3 separate regions of the Mus musculus genome follow, and regions 2 and 3 are each linked to region 1. Evidence: chromatin contacts called from public Hi-C data. All regions are on one chromosome and are shown on one strand. The core of a region is the stretch at or near the end of the contact, and the rest is flanking DNA. Distances in the headings are between cores, read along the strand shown. Region 1 overlaps Rbms3 (RNA binding motif, single stranded interacting protein). Region 2 overlaps Rbms3 (RNA binding motif, single stranded interacting protein). Region 3 has its middle 30 kb from the start of Gm31559.

Region 1 (3,719 bases), core at 735-3,234:
GAGACACACATACACAGAGACAGGGAGACAGACAGACACACACACACACAAAGAGAGAGAGAGAGAGAGAGAGAGAGACAGAGAGACAGAGAGACAGAGAGACAGAGAGAAAGAGAGAGAGAGAGACTGACTCATGGTCAGAAACTTAGGCAGTATTTAAAGGTGGAGCTGTTTGCAAAAGTCATTACATGACATGTTAACTTCAGCGAAATAAAAAGTCCAAACTGTCAAGTCACTATTTGCCCTGTTCCTTTTAAAGCATTAATAAAACCAATATTTGAATGATTTCATTTAACAGCTACAGAAACTCCCGATGAGGTGTAATTACACATGTGCACCTCCCGAGACTCTCAGCCACCGTTATTGACTTCGTTGCTTGTGATATTAAACCTACGATTGTGTGGTCGCAACTGCTCTCGGCCTAGACATCAATGCAGAGGCCCTCGTCAGCAAATGGATTGGGGGAACCGAGAGTGTGTTCCACCAGGATCAAAGATATTCTGCATCCCGACCATCCATCCATCCTGCCTGAAGCCAGGCAGGATGGTCTTCTGGCCACCTGAACTATGATTTGTGTAACTATGAGAGGAATTGAAAGATTCCTTTGACTTAAGGAAATCAATTTAAATTTAAACTCCCATAGGCATATGGCTCAGTATTTACTCTGATTGGATGACAGGCATTGATAGGTGAATATAAAAGTGAAGTAAAAGGAGAAGAAAACAAACCCCTGACTGTTCCTACAGTATTGGGGGGATTTTATTGTAGATACAAGAAAGAAAGCAGGCAGCGGGAAGAGTCCAGGCAGGCAGCAGTCTAAACTGGACCATGAGGGGAGAGATGAGGAGGGGAGCCAAGCCAAAGAGGAGCCCCTGACCAAGAGAGGCTTCCTGGGCCAAGAGGCAAAGAGACAGATGTAGCCAAAATGGCTGTGTTATAATAGGGAGAAGGAATGCTGGGAGTAGGCACAGGGACTGAGACTCATCTCAGGTTTGAGATCTAACAAGGGGAGCATCAAGAAGGGAAGCAGGGTTTTACCGTACTGCTGTGAAATGCCACGGTGTGACTAAGGCTACCTAAACAGTCAGAGAACTCTGCAGGGATCCCCAAATGTGGACTATGACTGAGAGTTGCATACAATAGAAATGTCCTGGGTTGTATGCATCTGGGGATCACTCAAACTCTGAAGTCGCTCAAATACAGGGGACGGTGCCTGAGTGTGGCAGTGTGTACCTGTGACCCCAGGAGACTGAGGCAGAAGGATCATCTGCTGAATTCCAGGCCACCCTGGGCTACACAGTGAGAACTGGTGTCCCAAAGGCCAGAACGGAGCATAGGAGCTAATCAGAGGCTCCAAGCAATGCCAAGTGCAAGACACGTCCTCTGCATCCCAAAACGCCAACAGCCCCATGGAAACTTCTTGTTTGAAAGTCTTGGGTTTTTTTTTTAATTTTAAAATATTATTTTAAATTATGTGTTGGTGTGTTCTCTCTATGGGTCTGTGAACATGAGCATGATAGCAGCAGAGTCTATAAGAGGGGGTCAGAGACCTCAGAGGTGGAGTTACAAACTTCCAGACATGGGTATTTAGAACCAAACTCAGTTCCTCTGTAAGAGCAGTCAGCTCTTTTAGCCACTGAGCCATCTCTCTAGCTCAAAAAATTTCTAGGTGTCTACCACAGGGCAGTCAGACACCTAGAATAGACTGAGTTTAAACCTAAGTATGACACCCACAAAGAACTTTCTAAAAAGAAAGGAAGAAACCATTAGAGATACCAGGAATAAATAGTATTAAAAATCAAAATGCAAGGGCTTTTTAAAAAAAACATTAGCTCAAAACTTGACATCATTACTTTATTACACTTTAACTAAGTTCAAAGTTGACAGTACTTCCCATATAAAAGCTTGCTCAACTATAGACTGCTTATTCATGTGTGACAGCCTCAGAATTCATTCTTGTTCTTCATACAAAGACCTTTCTGTCCTGGGACATTCTTGGACAGTCCCAGACACATTGGCAAAGAATGAATAAGACAGAAAACTGAGGTTCTAGAAGGCTCGACTCATTCAACAGATATTAATTTGACTGCTAGAATTTACCGACATGTCCTGATTTGCTGATCCTAATCAAGTGAGTGACTCAAGGCTGGATGTTTAAAGCCCCGAAGAGAGCCACATCTGGAAACCATTAGGAGGGCCCCACCCCATAAGCAGCTGCCTTTGTGTCCCCAGCCCCCGTCCTGAGTTACGTGAACTTCCATTGAGACCCTGCCTTGAGAAATGTAAGCACTGATGATCTTTGATTTGTTACATTAGGAGATCTGGAATCCTTACAAGTCGTAACAGGGCATAACAGACTTTTTCGTTCCCATTTTGGCTCTGTAAGATCTGAGCTATGCATGGTTAAGCACCATTTCTGTGGGGATTAGCTAACATGGCATTAATGTCCTACGAGGAGTCACATTCTCCCATGGAAATGCTTTATAGACTGTAATTCGGGACTGGCATGCTCACATAGGATCTTTGTTCTGGGGGGGAGTCACATTCTCCGATGGAAATGCTTTATAGACTGTAATTCGGGACTGGCATGCTCACATAGGATTTTTGTTCTGGGGGGTGGGTGCACGTGCATCTGGAGGTCATAGGTCAACCTCAGGTGTCATCCCTGGAGGTTATCCAGTGTGTCTTTGGTTCTGGTAGCTTACTCTGTTTTGAGGAAGAGTCTCTCACTTGGACTGTAACTCACCAAGCAGACTAGACTAACTAGCTACTAGACTAACTAGCTACTACATCTCAGGGATCTCTCTGTACCCCCGCAGTGTTGCAGAGACTACGAATCCATACAACCAAACCCATACTTCTTATGTTGGTTCAGAGGAGCAAACTCATATCCTCGGGCTGGTACGGCCAGAACTTTACTGACTCAGCCATCTCTCCAGCCTTCAGGCATCATTTCTACTCAGTGAAGTGTTCAGTGACCCTGGTGGAGAGGCACACATTCAGGCTACTGCAAATATTGATAGCAGTGCCTCAGAGTGCCCTAAGTGACCTTGTCTCCCTAACCTTGGCCTTCAGACTCATCAGCTTCTGTCCCCGCATTGTTGTTGTTGTTGTTGTTGTTGTTTTGCAACTCCTGGTGTATACATGCTTGTGATTCAACAATGTCACTGTAAGTACATACAAACACAGTCTTGCAGAATAGTCCACAGGGCTGTGGCCACCCTTATTCTAGAAGCAGAAACAGTTTTAAGTTCATACACATTTTCAGCTGATGTTGAGGTTGGTAGTACACGCTTTAAAATACCATTCTCAGCAGGTAGGGCAGGAGGATAGCCAAGGGTTTGGTAGCAGCCTGAGCTACATAGTGAACTCAGCATAGCCTGGGCCACATACAAGACCCAGTCTAGTAATAAATCAACTAATAAGATACAAATTGTGATCGAAAATTGTTCAGAATTACAACAAAAAGATTATTACAGCATTCCCCACGGCTGCCGTTTGCAGAGTTTACATCATCATGATTTCTGAGGGCTCTTTGGGAAGTCCATTTATCAAGGATAACTTTGGGGTCAATTGCTATGTTACAGACCTGTTCATGAGTGAAATTCTCCACTGTAAAGGCTCAAGGCTAAGATTCAGGCTGACCAAGAAGGAATTATGTAATATTGGAAAAGGGTTCAAAATACAGAGGTTGAAACAGGGAGGCTGTTGATGTGACC
Region 2 (4,026 bases), core at 277-2,776, 310 kb before region 1:
GGGAGAGGCAGGAGTGAGGACAGAATGGCTGCGGTGTTTCACACTCGAGTTCCTAGCTAGGAACTTTACACCTGGATCTAATAATTTATCATGTATGACATTTGCACAGGGTGCTGTCACCGGCCCCTGGGGGGCAGGGCAGTCCCTTGATGTGCTCACGTTCTGCTCTTTGTGTCAATAAGGAGGTGTGCCTGAGACTCGGATTCAGAAATCCAATGAATTATTTAGAGCTCCCTGCCAAGCTAAAGCCGTCCCAGGCAGTCTGGTTAATGAGAACATTTTGTGTGATTCCTGGCTAAGCTTCCTCAGATGACCGGATTATTCATGGCCCCATCTGTGTTTTGCCTCTGTAAAGCCGAATCAATAAGTCTTCATTCCTTTGCTAACATTCGGTGGGGGTGAGAATGTGGAGGGCTTCACACTTAAATTCTCCTCAGAAGTCTGAGTCTGGAGGCTGGCCTACTCATTTTACAGCAGCTCGGAGCACAGGCCACTCTTCCAGCTTGGGGTTTGGTTCCCAGCACCCTCATGTTGGCTCAGAACCATCTATAATTATACATTCAGGGGAATCTATTACCCTCTAGTGGCCTCTGTGGGTGCTGCACTCACGTGCAGAAACCAATATATTCTCTCTCACTCTCTCTCTCTCTCCCTGTCTCTGTCTCTCTCTGTCTCTCTCTCACCCCCACACCACAATAATGATAACATGTCATCAATTGAATTTTTATGATTTTTTCAGACATTTTGTGCATGTCTCTGTGTGTGGAGGCATGTGCTCATGCAGGTATGTGTGTGCACATATCTGCACATGTGTACATACAAAAAGGTAGCCTCAGTTATCATTCTTGCAACACTCCCTGCCATTTTGAGAGGCAGTGCCTATCCCTGGTTTGGAAATGCCAAGCAGAGTAGGCTGACTGGCCCAGAGATTCAGCAGAAAGCCTCAGAGTCCCTCTGTTGTAATTAAAAGAATGCATCACCACACCTGGCTTTTAGTATGTGACTTCTAAGATATGAACTCAAGTCCTGGTCTCTGCAGTACAGCACTTTACCAACTGCACCCACACCCCAGCCTGTCTTGTGCACCTTCCATCTTTGTCTGCACAGAGCCTCTGATTTCCTTGTAGGGAAGACTACCCGATACACTTGGTGATTCAACATTATGTCACTTCACAATACTGAAAGAATGGTAAAGAGTTTTATAGTCTGAGAGCAGCTCTGTTCAGCACATCCTGACAGTCAGCACTAGGCAGGAATACCTTTCTGGTTGCTCTTGTCACAGAAAATGTAATAGGAAGATCTGAAAATTAAGGGCAGATTATGCTAAGTAAGCCGGTGCCATGAGGATTTAAGACTCTGAAGACTATTATCTCTGGATAAAGCGAAGGCTAGGTGCTCCTGTGACAGACTTTCCAGGGGAAAGCCTGAAGAAGTGACAGCCTTGCCAAGTTAGGCGTGAGCACGCACTTCGGTGGGGGATTTGGGGCAGGAATGACTATGACTCAGCCAGCTGCAAGCTCAGCCCCCAGAGGCAGATTCTTGATGACAACAAGCTTGGCTCTTCTCTCCCAGCACCCAGCTGGAATTCTGGGCGAGCACACACAAACTGCGCTCAGACCCAACAATCCAGGTCGTGCAAGCCCTGCTCGATTCTTCCATTGTCCCTCTCCATCTTTTGTGAAAGGGTCTGTCACTGAACTCCAGAGTGGCTGGTCATCAGTCCCCAGGGGTAGCATTGACTTTCCTCAACCGCAAGGGCTGCGTTTGCAGATGTGCACAGCCACAGCTGGCTTTTACTTTGAGCCTGGGAATCAGACTCAGGATCCTCATTATTGGGTCAGGTACTTTACCCACCAAGCCCAACTCTCCCATTCTGACTTGGCTAAATCCTCTGGATTTCTTACTAAGGCAATTTTACAGGAACAGTTATACCCAGTTTGAGCTGATTACTATCGCTTTTTATTATTAAATTACATTTTATTTTGTGTTCACAGAAGCACGTGGTGGTGGTAGAAATGGACACCACAGTGCACATGTGGCAGTCGGAGTTTGTGTTTTCCACTTTTATCATGTGGGGCTCCGGGATTAAACTCAGGTGACCAGGTTTGGCAGCAAGCACGTTTACCCACTGAGATGTCTCACTAATCCTAGACTAATTACTTTTTAATGGTGTCTTCCAAAAGCATGAATCGGACATAATTTTCTATGAATACAAATCACTTATTTGGAACATTTTTGATTGAGCCATGAAAAGGAACCACAGCAAAAACAAAATGGCAGATTGCGTGGCTGAGTCTGCACCGTCTCTCCCACTTGGTAGCAGGTTGAAGTTATGGTATCCCTGGGTGTCCTCTCTCTCATGAGCGCTTGATAGTCTCTATATATTCTGTAGGCCCTGGGCATTGCCCTGGATGTGTGGAGGAGTGTGGGTGGCCACTTGTAAAGTCACAGAAGAAAAAGTGAAAAGCCCGACCTTTTCACTCCTTCCAAGTAGTCTAGACACTGCCTCATTATGAGAATTACAGGAAGAGAAGGGAAATGGGAGGCTAGAAAGGTAGCCTGGCTTCGCCTGTTTAAATTGGGACAAGGTGTTTTTACTTCTGAGTGATTATTGATGGTCTCAAAGCAGGCTGGAAAAAGCAAAAACCTTAAAATCTATCATTTTTGGATTGGCTTCCTTCCTTATCAAAGAGAGACAAAACTGAGGGCTTTATGTGTTTCCTGTGGGGAAACTTCTTGTTCTAATCATTTGGGAGGGACAAAGAAAGTCCACCCTTTCAAAACTGCCTAAAATACTGGAAACAGCTAGCTCATCTGGAGTTGAAAAATGATTAGGCTGTCAGTCATGCCTATAAATTATTAAGGGTGGGGACATTTCAGAAAAGAGAGGCAGCCAAGTCTCGGGAAGTACAAAGCATCAATAAAAATGATGTAGAGAAAAGGAATGCCTGACTGTGTGGCTGCTGAGCTGGAGGAGAAAGGACTGTGGAAGACGATGCTAAGAACATGAGGTGTGGGTTACTTTCAAAACCACAGCTTTCCTTTAGCCAAAATCGTGAGGCTGCAGGGTCCAACCTAAACTGTGATTCACTAGGCGAGTGGCTGAGAGACAGGTATTATGTTACCTCAGGTGGAGCTATTATGGATGTATCTTTTTGTAAAGATCTACTTTCAATTCTGTGTACATGTATGTGTAAATGAGTGTGGTGCCCGTGGAAGCCAGCAGTGGGCATCAGATCCCCTGGAGCTGGAGGTACAAGTCTGTGAGCCACCTGATGTGGGGCACTGGGAACAGAATGTGGTCCTCTGGAAGAAGAGCAGACTCTCTCAAATGCTGAGTCATCTCCTGGTGCCTATGCTGGGACATTAAGGACCCAGTTTTGTTGTTATTGTTGTTATTGAATTGTGTAACATAATCTCAGAGTTGCCGTACCACAGGCCCGCACCTGGAATGGTAAGATGGTACCATTAACCCGTTTGCTTTGATGAACTGAGTAAAACTAGCTGCTAACGAATGACTGTGTAAGGGTCCTCTGAGGGTCTCCAGGCCATTGACTATGTGAGCCCATTGGCAGAGAAGACAACCAAAGCCTCACCATGTGCATCTACAGTCAGGAGGTAGAGAGGTGGATACAGTCATGCTCTCAGAACCCCAAGCCATATAGCAGTGTTCTCTGCTTATGAGATAATCTTCCCACCTCAGTTATCAAGATGATGTTTCACAGGCATGTCCAGAGCTCATTTAGTCAAGCTGACCACTCAAGACTGTGCCTGGAGGCTTGTCTTAGCGTAATTCTAGATCATGTTGACTTGACGAGTGTTACCCATTATAGTAACATCCAACACACGCCGTGTTATCGGCATTTTATTAGCAAAGGGAGGAAGAGCTGAGCAGTTGGCACAGATTTGACCTCACATAGCATACTCACCCCTCACTGTCCACAACCACACATTTGACTTCATCTGCCTTTTCTGGTGAACTTCCCAGGCATTTAAAGAACGTATAATTGCAATCTTGTGTCAACT
Region 3 (3,632 bases), core at 105-2,604, 480 kb before region 1:
AACATGTCTCACTACTCGTAGATTACTGCCAGTTAGGAAAGCCGTGGACACTTTCACAGCATATGGGCCACATTGCTAATTTTGGTCCCCACGTCTCCAAAGATTTATTATATAGACATATAACATATACATATTATACACAGTCACTTAACCAAAAGCCTCCACTCCAAGTCACAGGATCACACCCTTCGTCATGGCCCAGTGTCCCAGGGAAACAGACATAGTTTTTTCAGTCTGAATATTCTGAGGCTATAGTAACCGCGCTCTTCCAAGGAGCAGAGAGCGAAGGTCAGAAGCCTTCTCTTTGGGCAAGGAGAGATTCTTTTTTATGTAGCCATAACACATGTTATTTTCCCTTTAGTATGATAAATGCTTACTATCAATCGATCACAAAGGTATATCAGTAATTGTTTTTTCTTTGTAGGAGTTTCCCTAGCTTGGGTATTGGAATATGGTCAATGGCTTTATAAAGTGAGCATCTTCCAGTATTTAAGTTTCTGGAGAAAGTACAATGTACTTGCTATTTATTTTTGCTTTGAGATGTTTTAAGGACTTAGGCATTTTTTATTCCTAAGAAACTTTTTAACAACAAATTCCATTTTAAAAATAGATCCAGGGCTAGCTTCTAAATTATCTCATTCTGAAACGGGTTTGGGTAATTTACATCTTTTGTGGAATTTGTTCATTTAATCAAATGTTGAATATATTGTCATCAAGATGTTTATTATACTTTAGTGCTATGTACTAATTTAAATGAATTTTCATTCTACAGAATCTATATGGCAATTATACCTCTCATTCCAGAGATTAGTAAATTGTAGGTATTGTCATCTTTCCTAATCAAACTCTGGCTAAAATTTTATCAATTTTATGTTCCCAGTTGGTTAACTTAATTTACTCTAGTATTTTCCTCTCTCCTGCTTTTATTACCTCCCTCTTCTGTTTTCCTTGGATCAAATTCATTTTACTATGCCAGTGTCTTTGAGTAGAAGATGAGGTAATTGATTTGAGAACTGATTCTTTGCAGATACGGCCACAGGGCCCAATAAATGTCTTCCTAGCACCATCTTGATTGCATCCTCCAAATCTGGGGCTGTTTTGTTTTTATTTGACTCAATACAAAATATTTTTAGCTCCCCTTGTGATTTTTTTTGACTTGATCAGTTTGGAAATTTTCTGTTTCATTTTAAAATAGTTGAGGCGTTCCCAGAATCTTTGTATTATTAATTTGTAATTCAATTAGGCTTAATTGGTGGGCATACTGCATATGACTGGGTCTGTTCTGAATTTACTGAGGCCGTTTTCATTTACTGAGCCCGGAGTATAGCATGTTATGGTAAATACTTAATGTGTACTTGGCACTAAGCGAATTCTGTGCCATGGCTTTTCGAATGTCTGCTGCTTGCACTTTTCCCTGTCTTATCACTTATTAGGGGAGTATCTTTGCATTCCCCATGGAAAACTGGGAACTCATTAGTTTCTCCTTGTAATTTTGTCAGCTATTCTCAGCCGAGGTTTAAAAGTTTGGTCACTAGTTTTGTGAAAATCTAATATTTTAGGTTTTCTCTATTAGTTGGTTCTGTTTTCATTATGATTTTACTGTGTGTGTGTGTGTGTCCTTTAATTAGTTATTTGAGAATTTCATACATGCATACAATGTACTTTGAACATATTCACTTCCTACAAGTTGAGTGTTTGCATTTAAGCATTATATACTTTAATATATGTTCTTATAAAAAATGATTAAATTGAATGTTTAATGGGATTACTAACTGGCTCCTTTTAATTTCCAACCAAGAATCCATATCTCTTGGAGTTCATCCTAGGTTTTATGGATAGGAAGGAATTTATAGGGTAAAAGGAATTATTAGGAAGTTGTAGAAATAAAGGTTGACAGAAGTTTTGAGATATCCCAAATCGGAGGAGTCGCAGCAAAGCCATCTGCAGGTGCCTGCATAACCTGTGACACCAACCTGAGAAACTCCTTGTAGGGCGTTGGAGGGGACATGCAGCCCTGCCACCAGAAGACAATAGCCTTTCGTTTCCACCTGGAGTTAAAGGTCACGGAAGTGCCTCTAACGGGAAGAGTCTAATTAGATCACGCCGACAAGAAATAGTTTCCAGTGTTTATGCCTTGGCGGGATGTGGGAAAGCTCAGAAGAGAGTTACGGCTTTTAGGAATCAATGAACGGCACCCCTCTCCCAGGCCCAAGCTCCGCATGCAAGCACTGTGGGCATTCCCTGAGAGTAGATCCACCTGCCCATCATTTTAGGAGCTCATCCACTCATCCGTCCGTACACTTGCTCATTCTGCAAACACTGCATTACCATCCCATGCTTGCAGAATACTAGCATATGCAAAGTGTCAGGCCCTGTCGTCAAGTGCAGAAACACAACAAAAGGAGCCTGCGAGGCTCAGCGTGTAAGGGAGCTTGCAGAGCAGTCTGGGGGCCTGGATTCCATCCCTGGAGCTCACCCAGAAGAAGGAAACAACCAACCAGCAATTGCCTTCGGATCTCCACATGCGTGTCTCCTCACCAGATAAATACAATTTAAAACACTCCATAATTTAAGATGGTAAAGACGTATACAGCTGTTATATATTTAAGTAAACACTAAGATGTTGAGTCATTGGGATAACGTAGTTCTATAATCCCAGCCCTTGGAAGATGGAAGCAGGAGGATCAGGAGTTCAAGGCCACCCTCAGTTATATAGTGAGCCCAGGGCCTGCCTGGGCTACTTGAGACCATGTGTTAATAAAATAAAATAATTACGTGGAAAGAAACCTAAAGTATCACATATTCCATACAGCATTTCATTGCTGATTCTGTTCCTCTCCAGTCGAAGTTGCTGCACTGCAGTGGGATTTAGCCTTTGTAGAACACACAGCACACATCTCTGTTCGCAAGCATTTTAGACCTTGATTGACGGGACCGTGGGAATCATTTTGTGGCTAATTTTTGCATCTCTAGTCTTTAGCACAGTGACAGTTTCTTGTTTAATTTTCAGTGACTATTCTAGAACAACGCATGATAATTAAAGCCCTTAGCAGGATCTATCAGAGATTTTTACGTTAGAGAGCCCATGATCTATTGAGGAAGATTCATCAGCCAGTGGTATAACACAATGAATTTCATGGTATAATATGTACAGGCGATAACAAGGGGCAATCACATCCTGTAGGCTAGCTCTGGGGAAGGCTCCTGAGGAGCAGAGATAGCGGGAATGCACCTTGAAGGGTCAAGGAGAATTTACCCAGAGATGGGAGTGGAGGACACAGCCAGCTGCAGAAACAGACTTTAAATATAGACAGAGCGCTCAAAGACAACCAGTGCGTGTCAGAGAGCGCCTAGCCCTGGAGTGGTGGAGCCAGAGCCAGAAGAGAAACCTGGGCAGGAAATCTGAGCCAAACTGGAAAGTTTGATATGCTGTGCTAAGAAGGTTGAGTTTTGTTCCTTCTTGGTGGCTTTAAGCAGAGAAATGACAGGATCTGTATTTCTAAAATGCCAGTGGCCGTATACAAAACTGGATTCTCAAGGAAGCAAGTGAGTAGGGGCCACTTGCAAATGCAATGTGCTGAGATAATGGGGAAGTGAGGGGGGGGGTTGTGCTGAAGGAGAGGGAGGGAGGG

The links. A called contact is a pair of places that touch in the nucleus more often than the background predicts.
Region 2: a Hi-C map of embryonic fibroblasts shows a contact between it and region 1, with 5 times the contacts expected there. The contact joins two enhancer-like sites. A contact is called at or near these places in 2 of 484 Hi-C or Micro-C datasets (adipose-derived mesenchymal stem cells and embryonic fibroblasts) and 1 of 115 datasets of contacts at active chromatin or transcription factors (fibro-adipogenic progenitors).
Region 3: a contact with region 1 is called in a Hi-C map of the N1E-115 cell line, with 2.6 times the contacts expected there. The contact joins two enhancer-like sites. A contact is called at or near these places in 10 of 484 Hi-C or Micro-C datasets (the N1E-115 cell line, adipose-derived mesenchymal stem cells, embryonic fibroblasts and 3 more), 1 of 115 datasets of contacts at active chromatin or transcription factors (embryonic fibroblasts) and 1 of 9 other capture datasets (embryonic stem cells).

What each region holds. Positions count from the first base shown.
Region 1 is chr9:116,901,382-116,905,100 of GRCm38.p6, forward strand. The region is part of intron 4 of Rbms3 (RNA binding motif, single stranded interacting protein); the gene reads right to left. Among named protein-coding and RNA genes, the nearest start is that of Gm39452, 290 kb to the right of the region's middle. Within about 2 kb of position 1,985, at least 48 of the 459 cell types and tissues checked have an H3K27ac peak or open chromatin away from gene starts, as enhancers often do. A contact at or near this core is called in the N1E-115 cell line and embryonic fibroblasts, where this site is marked.
Region 2 is chr9:116,589,760-116,593,785 of GRCm38.p6, forward strand. All of the region lies in intron 12 of Rbms3 (RNA binding motif, single stranded interacting protein), which reads right to left. Among named protein-coding and RNA genes, the nearest start is that of Gm39449, 67 kb to the left of the region's middle. Within about 2 kb of position 1,527, at least 32 of the 459 cell types and tissues checked have an H3K27ac peak or open chromatin away from gene starts, as enhancers often do. A contact at or near this core is called in embryonic fibroblasts, where this site is marked.
Region 3 is chr9:116,421,142-116,424,773 of GRCm38.p6, forward strand. No RefSeq gene overlaps it. Among named protein-coding and RNA genes, the nearest start is that of Gm31559, 30 kb to the left of the region's middle. Within about 2 kb of position 1,355, at least 1 of the 459 cell types and tissues checked has an H3K27ac peak or open chromatin away from gene starts, as enhancers often do. A contact at or near this core is called in the N1E-115 cell line, where this site is marked.